2 separate regions of the Sus scrofa genome follow, and region 1 is linked to region 2. The links are chromatin contacts, called in public Hi-C maps. All regions are on one chromosome and are shown on one strand. Each heading gives the region's core, a stretch centred on a gene start, on an enhancer-like site or on the middle of the called end of the contact. The rest is flanking DNA. Distances are from core to core; before and after follow the strand shown.

Evidence for each region. A called contact is a pair of places that touch in the nucleus more often than the background predicts.
Region 1: a Hi-C map of skeletal muscle shows a contact between it and region 2, with 3 times the contacts expected there. The contact joins the enhancer-like site here to the promoter of PLA2G15 in region 2. A contact is called at or near these places in 1 of 5 promoter capture datasets (fetal liver), 3 of 47 Hi-C or Micro-C datasets (epiblast stem cells, liver and skeletal muscle) and 1 of 2 datasets of contacts at active chromatin or transcription factors (skeletal muscle).

Annotation. Positions count from the first base shown.
Region 1 is chr6:28,932,499-28,936,864 of Sscrofa11.1, forward strand. It overlaps PRMT7 (protein arginine N-methyltransferase 7), which reads left to right. Exons shown (of 19, transcript XM_021094144.1): 15 at 355-429; 16 at 3,228-3,388; 17 at 4,274-4,366. Among named protein-coding and RNA genes, the nearest start is that of SLC7A6OS, 51 kb to the left of the region's middle. Within about 2 kb of position 2,868, at least 9 of the 83 cell types and tissues checked have an H3K27ac peak or open chromatin away from gene starts, as enhancers often do. A contact at or near this core is called in skeletal muscle, where this site is marked.
Region 2 is chr6:28,818,525-28,823,256 of Sscrofa11.1, forward strand. It overlaps PLA2G15 (group XV phospholipase A2), which reads left to right and starts at 2,096. Exons shown (of 5, transcript XM_021094161.1): 1 at 2,096-2,351. The coding sequence starts at 2,243.

The DNA.
Region 1 (4,366 bases), core at 1,618-4,117, 110 kb after region 2:
AGCTCTGGCTGATTGTCCCCTATAGGGGAGGGCTTGGGGTCATGTGAAGCTTTGCAGGTTTGAAGAACCATCCTAGGTCTTTGGTGTGTCTGGGTCGCTTTAACTGTGGGAGTCCTTCCAAGCTTGCAGGAACAGCTAGCTGTGCCTCATATTTAGAACTGGGACAACCCCTAGCCTGACCGTACTGACCCTTTCTCCTCTTGTCACCACATTGCCGTATGCCTGGGTGGATGTGGGTGTCTGTGTGCTATCCTACAGAACCTTTGGCCTGGCCTGCCCACCCGCTTTGGGTGGGTATGGATGTCAGCATGCCATGGCAGGTGGGTATCAGTGAAGGCTATGCTTTCCCTACAGGATCTGTGGAGAATCCGGAGCCCCTGTGGTGACTGTGAAGGCTTTGATGTGCACATCATGGATGATATGATTAAGGTAGGCAGGGCCACACCTCCCACCCCCACTGTCCCACCCACCCCTTCCACATGGCCATAGGCTTCTGATGGGGACATCTGGCTTCCATGGAGGGACCCAGGTTGGGCAGTGCAGGCAGCATGCAGAGAGCTCCTCTGTTGGGGGCAGGGAGGGCACCTGTGTCCCGTTGTACTTGGTTCACTGTGAGCATGAACCTGAGAGCTATTGCATCTCCAAGTCTGGTATTAGGCCCTTCTTGGCCCTGGACTATAACCCCTGAAACAGAATTTTGGGCTGGGGTCTGTCTGTCTGTCTATCACCAGGTCACTGGAATCACTTCTGCTTATGTCAGCAGATTCTCTCTTTTGGGATGGCCTCTCTAGAATGCACTTTTGGCAGCCTTCTGAGCCAGTTATTTTCAGCTTGGGGACTCCATTCCAGGGGAAGGTGCTGAGCGTGGAGGAGGTGGGATATGGAAGAAGAGTTCTCTAGGGTTATTTGTACATCAGTAGGAGATCAGGTCAGTTGCCAGGATCTGCTCAGAACCCAGGGCAGTCATGAAAGTGCCAGTGATATTTGGCTCCACATGCATGGACCGGAAGAGTCATGAGTCCTGTGAGAAGGGCAGGACAGGGAGGACCATCCCATTTTTGTAAAAGCATTAAGAAAATTCATACATGTAAGAACTATAAATGGAAAGTAACCTTTAAAAATTGTATACAACAGGAGTTCCAGTCATGGCTCAGTGGTTCACAAAACTGACTAGTATCCATGAAGACGTGGGTTTGATCCCTGGCCTTGCTCAGTGGCTTAAGAATCCAGCATTGCCATAAGCTGTGGTATAAGTTGCGGACATGGCTCAGATCCTGCATTGCCATGGCTGTGGTTAGGGTGGCAGCTGTAGCTCTGATTTGACCCCTAGCCTGGGAACTTCGTATGCCGTGGGTGCGGACCTAAAATAAATAAATAAATAAAAATTATATAAAACATTAAAAAAAATTTTTTTTGGGTGCTCCTGCAGCATACAAAAGCTCCCAGGCCAGGAATCAAACCCATGCCACAGCAGTGACCTGAGCCACAGCAGTGACAGTGCTGTATCCTTAACCACTAGGTCACCAGGGAACTCTTTAAAATTGTGTTTTTGTCTTTTTGGGCCACACTCAAGGCATATGGAAGTTTCCAGGGTAGGGGGTCCAATCGGGAGCTATAGCCAATGTCCTACGCCACAGCCACAGAAATGCTGAATCCGAGCCATGTCTGCAACCTATACCACAGCTCACTGCAACGCCGGATCCTTAACCCACTAAGTGAGGCCAGGGATTGAATGCAGGTCCTCATGGATACTAGTTGGTTACCAATGAGCCATGACGGGAACTCCCCCACCCCAAATTTTTTTAATTGAAAAAAAAATTCACACACAGAAAAAGAGGTAGAGTAGTGGACACCAAAATGTTAGTTGTGGAATTAGGAATTGGTTAAGTTTTTCCTCCTTTTGTTTATCTTTCTGTTTTCTACAGTGATTGTAGATTGCTTGTGTAAACATTTTTTAAGTAAATAAATTCAGTGAACATTTTCAATTTGCATCTTACCTGCTTCTCCACAGCAGACCAGTGACTTCCATGCTTCTAGAAAACTCCTTTGTGCCAAGTCACCACACATTTCTGGCTCCCTCTGGCCACTCCTTAATCTCCTTCCTGGGCTCCCTTCCCCCACCTTTCCATTCCCTAAGATGATGTGGGTTCTGGGTCTCCCTCAGGCCCTTACCCTGACCCTGCCCTCTGTGGCTGTCCGCATCCTCTCTCTTTGCTGGCCAGTGTCTGCCTCTTTCCTGAGCTCAGACCAAATAGCTAAGAGCAGTAGGCTCTCCACTGAGATGTCTTCAGGCACTCTGACCTGGTGCTTCCAGAATTCACCTGTCTTCCCCATCCCCAGCCTGGTCCCTTCCAGTGCTCCTGTCCTTGACCTGCCACTACTTCATACCTGACTTCTGGGCTCAGGGCCACCACCTCCTCCCAGATGAGTCTTGGCCTTCCCTTGCAGTTGGTTGTTGGGTTCCATAGCCATCAGGCCCTCCATGAACCAGTTTTCTTGCCCTGCTGCTGCTGGTCTGGTCTGGGCCACTTTGGTCTCTTGTCTCTTGCCTGCCTTCACATGGAGCCCAAGTGAATCTGTAGATCTAAAGACTGGTTCTGTCTGTCCCCTGTGGGAAAACCCTGGGAGGCTCCCTGAGGGCCCCCATCCCCCCGCCCCACACCCCTGCAGTCACCCCCCGCCACTTGGCCCACCCTGTCCTGCTCTCTACCCTCTCCCTGCTGGGCTTTGTCTTCTCTCCTCCCTGCTGCCAACTTCCGTATGACCTTCAGGAGGCAGCCCAGAGATCACGTCTCTGGGCAGCTTTCCTGCTCAGCCCTGTTCTCAGCCAGTCCGTGTTCCCCAGATGCTGTGGTTGCTTGTCTCCCTCTGGACTGGGAGCCTGGTGTGGGGATCTGGCAGCTGTAGTGCTCATTAAGGGTCACTTCATGGGCGAGTGTCCAAATGGCAGGTGTTTTCTCCAGTAAAGACATTTGATCTTTCATGTAGCTCATGAGACGGGCAGTGTCATCCAGTTTTAAAAGGGCGAAAATGAAGCTTACCAAAGAGATGGTTCATGAGTGGTGGCAGGGAACCGAGAAACCAACTGGTCCGATTCAGGCACTTGTGGTTTTTTGTGAGGACCCACTGCCCCCATGTGATTCTGGCAGTTGCCCAGGGACATGAGCCCTTGTCCCCTGGCCACCCAGCTCTGTCTCTGCAGATCCCTGCTTCCCTTCCCTTCTCAGCGTGCCCTGGACTTCAGAGAGAGCAAGGAGGCTGAGCCCCATCCGCTGTGGGAGTACCCGTGCCGCAGCCTGTCCGAGCCCCAGAAGGTTCTGACCTTTGATTTTCGGCAGCCAGTCCCCTCACAGCCTGTCCGTGCTGAGGGCACCATTAAGCTCAGGCGGTGAGTGTAGGCTCCAGGGTTGGGGGAGTGGAGGAACTGGGCTTGCTTTCTGTCTAATAGTTACTGCCCGAGTGGCTCAGCCTTTACTTTGGTCACATTCATATGGGTTGGCTCTCCTTGTCTTGGCCCTGCCCTTCCCTGTCTGCAGTGACTGTGAGTATATAATGGGCCCCTCAGCTTCGGAGTAGGGAGGGAGAGCCCCGGTGGGCTTACTCATCCTCCCATATCTGAGGCTCTCTTTGAGCTAAGAAGCATGTTACGCACAGCTGCAGAGAAACGTGAATTTGGTTGCTATGGTTACCCATTGGCCCATGTTTCTGAACTCTCCTGGGAACTAAAGCAGGTTAGGAATTGGCAGGGGCTGTCGTTGTGATGCATGACCAGGCCCATCCAGCTTAGCTCCAGCTCCCTTCATGGGGAGGAGGCAGCTTCTTCCTGGAGGAACAAACCTCATCTGATTGGGTGGAAGCCATGAGCCCAGAGTGCCGGGGGCCCCTTTGGTAATGAGGAGGCAGGGCAGTGGCCCATCTGGGCCTGCCCTCCAGGGTGTCTAGGAGAGATCTAATAGACTTTGATGCTGGTCTCTTCTCCAGGGCTTCTGGACCAAACCTTTCTGTGACCTCAGGCTGAGGAGGTGGTCCTGCAGCCAGCTGGCCCTGTCCTATGGTTACTTTTGGTACTTGGCCAGGCTTCCGGAATGAATGGGGGCTTTGGGCTGTGGCCTTTCCTGTTCAGTATTTTACTGAGTGGCCTTAAGTCAGGTGGAGTGTTAGGAGTCTCCTGACTGGGCAGAGGGGAAGCTGGGGAGACCAGAGGAGAGCCATGGCCACGCCCACCTGTCCCTCCTGTAGCATTTCTAATTGTCCCAACATCCTCCGCCCATAGGCCTGGGAGGAGCCACGGGGCTGTCTTATGGATGGAATACCACCTGACCCCGGACAGCACGGTCAGCACCGGCCTCCTGAAGCCCACAGAGGA
Region 2 (4,732 bases), core at 846-3,345:
AGATTGGACATCAATAAGGAAGACACTGGAGTTCCCGTCATGGCGCAGCGGAAAAAAATCCAACAAGGGAACCATGAGGTTGTGGGTTCGATCCCTGGCCTTGCTCAGTGGGTTAAGGATCCGGTGTTGCTGTGAGCTGTAGGCTGGCAGTTATAGCTCCCATTTGACCCCTAGCCTGGGAACTTCCATATGCCTTGGGTGCAGCCCTGAAAAGACAAAAGACTATATGGATGAGGGTAGTTTGGTTTGGGGAGGGTAGAGTTGGCAAAACCTGGTGACCACCTAGTTGTGGGTCTGAGAGTCAAGGAGGTATCTAGAGTCCAGGATGACCCCAGGTCTGTAGCCAGAATAATCATGTAGATGGTGGGGTCATAGTCAAAAGGGGAGACCTTCACCTGCTGCCCCCTCTCCACAGTGCCAGCACAGGTTATTGCTGACCAGGCCTTGGCACCCCCTCCCTCCATGGCCATAATCCTATCATCTGCAGGAACTATGGGAGTGGGCACCAGGGAACCAAGGACAGGGCCACACTTCGAGGCGCCTGTGGTCACCTGAGGCTGCTAGGCTGAGAAGACATTCAGACTGTGGCTGTAGTCCAAGGCAGCCTAGATTGTCCTGATTCTTATCCTACCCCCACTTAGCACTTGCCCTGGCAGGAGGGCCTCTAGGTTCTCTCACACTGGCCCTCTGCTGGGGCCTGGGTTGAAGGTGAGGGAGGCAGTGGTTTTAGAAGGTGGATCCCCTGGGCCAGGGTCTGAGGTGAGAGATAGCTGGACCTTAGGAGAGGAGGGTACCCCAATTACCAATGTGCTTCACTAAAAGAACACAAGAGAGGCAGGCCAAGACAGTGAGTATGTTCATTGACTGTCACTCCAGAGAGGCTGGATAAAGAGGAAAAAAGAAGGGAGGGAGGGAGGGGCAGGACAGAAGTCTTGGGACCAGCCAGGCATAACCAGGGTGTTTACTGGCCCTCCAGAGAGGGTATGTGAAGGATCAAGACCTCCAGTCTCCAAACACGCTGGTCTCTCTATTCCAGAATGAAGTATGGTACTGGAGTATTACTGGCTGTTAAGTCTTTTGCCCACTCTATTCACCCCAATTCCATGTGCAGAGTCTGTGTCCTCTCTGGAATGAGTTTGCATGGGGTGGGAGTGGCCTGGGGCATGAGATTCCAACACCACCCCTCCTGCTTTTCGTAGAAACTTGCAGATGGCCATGGCACTGGGTTGAGGCTCAAGCTCACTCTTTTTTTTTTTTTTTTTGTCTTTTTTGTCTTTTGTCTTTTGTTGTTGTTGTTGTTGCTATTTCTTGGGCCGCTCCCGCGGCATATGGAGGTTCCCAGGCTAGGGGTCGAATCGGAGCTGTAGCCACCGGCCTACGCCAGAGCCACAGCAACGCGGGATCCGAGCCACGTCTGCAACCTGCACCACAGCTCACGGCAACGCCGGATCGTTAACCCACTGAGCAAGGGCAGGGACCGAACCAGCAACCTCATGGTTCCTAGTCGGATTCGTTAACCACTGCGCCATGACGGGAACTCCTCAAGCTCACTCTTGCTTAACCCAGCCAGCGAACTGCTTGGTCAAGGCGAAGTGGTGTTTATGAAACCCCGAAACAGGCGAACTGAATTCTCACTGGAAAGAGAAATGCTTACCAGGCTAATGTTGCCTGAACCCAGATGCCCTTGGGGCAGAGTGCAAAGAACCAGCCTGGGAGATGCATAAGGTTGCTGGTCAGCTCCTGGTCCCAAGTTCCAGAACTAGTTGCCGGGGAATGACTTATCCCCTTTTTCCTCTTATTTGATCCGGGTCACTCAGCAGCAGCGAGCATTGGACCCGCTCGGCCCGGCGCATTCTAGATCCCTGGTAAGGGAGGCGCCAGGAATCGGGGGTGAGGGCTACGCAGCGTGGACTTTGGGGTGTCCAGCGGCGAGCTGGGTCCGACCAGCTGGGAATATGAGTGGAAACCGGGCTGAGCCTCAGCCGATCGATGCACTCGGCGTGCAGCGCGGTTAAGGGAGTTGGCCCGGGATGAGCAGGGGCGGGGCGGTGAGCTCTGACTGGGAGGGACGCCCAGGCAGCGAGTCCCTATTGGCAGACCATTTGCAGGAGGCGGGCCCTGATTGGCCCAGCCTCTGTGAAGGCTGTGAGCGGCGGGGTTAAGTGCGTCGCCGCCGCCCGGGCCTAGGCACGAGACGCGAGAGCTGAATCCGCACCTCAGACCAGCAGCTGCAGTCGCTGCTATGGGTCTCTGCCCCTACCGCGCCGCCCTGCTTCCGAGTGTCCTCCTGTTCCTCCTGATGCTCACAGACCCGGCGCTCCCAGCCGGACGTCCCCCACCGGTGGTGCTAGGTAAGGCGCGCGTCCAGTCGTGGGTCCGTTTGTTCGTGCGTCCAGCTGGATGGGGCTCGGGCGAGGCTGTCTTCCAGTTCTGCATCTGCTCTAAGCATGGGATTGGGGAAGATATGACTGTCTTGTCACCTGGGTCGGTCCGTCCGCTTCCCGCTTTGCTGGGCGCGGGTGTGGTGAAACTCTTGTCACCTTCCACTGTAGAATATAGGGATAAGTGGGATGGTTACCGCGCATTTGTGCGTCAGTTCAGTCGTTATTCCCAAACATGTCAGCCCCAAACATCCCCATTTTTCACCTGGAAAGACCGAGGCCCTTTGGCCCCGCAAAGGAGGTGGGGTGGCTTCGGAGTTGGCTCTCAGAAGCCTCAGCGTTGACTTGGGCCTGGCTAGAAGATGGTCTCCCTTTGCCTTTCAAGCCCCACAAGTTTCAGAGTGCATTACTGAAAGGAAGTTCTTTGGAGAAAGGATTCCTCTCCTAGCCTTCCACGAGGGCTCCGCCTGACTTAGCAAATGTGTGGCCCTGAGCCTGAGAGAAGAGGCTCAAGGGTATCCGAGGGTGGCCATAGACAGAGGTAGGAGTTGAGACAATGACTGTGAACAGATGTCATACTCTACCCTTACTTCTGCCACACCTTCTTGGACTACGCTATGTTGGGGTTAGGCAACCTCCCCTGCCTGTGTTCTCCTTGGTCCTGGCCCAGGCCGCTCAGTGTTTCCTACTGGTGGGTGTGGACATGGATGAGGCCTCTGTCTTGAGGGCTTTGGGTACCTCATTCAGGCCGTGACCAGCCAGGACTCTAGAAGGCAGAGGCATGCTGAGGTATACGTTACATACTGAACGGCTGCAGCATGACCCCCCCCCCCATGCTCTTTCTACTGTAGTGTTTTAATGAGGATGATGCAGATCACAGAGGGTGGGGTTGGCATGCAGTCCCAGGCACGCCCACCAGGAGCTCTGGGCCAAGAAATGCTCCAGGGGTATGCCAAGTTCACCAGAGGGTCTGGGCAGATTTGGTCCTGCTTCCCCTAAGCTGGCAGGATGATCCTGAGAGCTGAGGTCTGTGATAGGCAAACACAGAGAATCCACCAACCCAGTCGGGGAAGGCTTCCTGGAGTACGCAGCTGGGGCTGAGGCCCAGAGAGAGCTCCAGGCAGAGGGAACTGCATATCGGAGGGAGGGAACTAAGCAGTCCTGGCTGCCTGGAATGGAGTGGGGGCAGGGGTGGATTGTGCGGGCCTCGTGACTGGATGGGTCATCCGGACTTTATCGTGGGGGCCTTTAGGGAGCCTTATGTGAACCTAAGGAGTTTTGAGTATGAACACTGTGGCATTGGGAAGTGTGTGGTCTCTGACTGGACTGGTCCTAGGCCTTTTTACCTCATTAATTCGTTCAGTTCTGGGTTATCCTGGGTCACAGCAGAAGAGCCTCAGGCCTCACCTAGAGGCTCAGAGTAACTGGAATCCTAACCTGCCTAACTCGTCAGAGTATGAGGCTATTGGCATTAATCCTGGGAAACCCCATTGTGGGCAGCAGACAAGCTCTTCCTGGGCACAGAGCAGGGACCGACCTGACCTTGACCATCAGAGGATTGGCATCCAAGGGTGACTGGTCTCTATGGGTGGGACCCAGATTGAAGGGAGAGGAAGCAGAAGCCAGAGAAGGGGTACAGAAGACCCTGGGCAAGGGGAAGGGACTGTAGCAAGCCATTTCCACCTCTCACCCTCAGTCGCCTTATCTATAAAGTAGACATAATAAGGATATTCTCAGTGTTATGTGAGGTTAAATGCACATGGATGCCTCCTATTCTAGTTTTTGGTGTAAAGAGGCTCTGGAAGTGACCACTGGTGTTTTTAAAGGCCGCACAGCCTGGCCAGGGCAAAGGGTATCCAGATGAAGCAGATCAGGTGACTTCCTCTTTCAGGCATTTCCTCTCTGGTGGAGACAGTGACTGAGGTCTTTACACTGTCCTGCGTGGTCCATAGGCATGTCATCCAGAGGCTATCATTCTGGGGACTCCCTACTTCTACACCACCTCATGAAGGGAGGTAAAGGCAGGTGCCACACTTGCCTGCCATGGTTGCTCTGAGGACACTGTAGGGTGGTGCACAGGAAGGGTGTGCCCTCTGCAGGATTGGGGTCACAGCCAGAGCCCAGTGAATGCCCAGGAGAGCCAGGTACTACTGGTTGTCCACTTTGTTTTTTTGTCTTTTTGCCATTTCTTGGGCCGCTCCTGTGGTATATGGAGGTTCCCAGGCTAGGGGTCGAATCGGAGCTGTAGCTGCCGGCCTACGCCAGAGCCACAGCAACGCGGGATCCGAGCCGCGTCTGCAGCCTACACCACAGCTCACGGCAATGCCGGATCGTTAACCCACTGAGCAAGG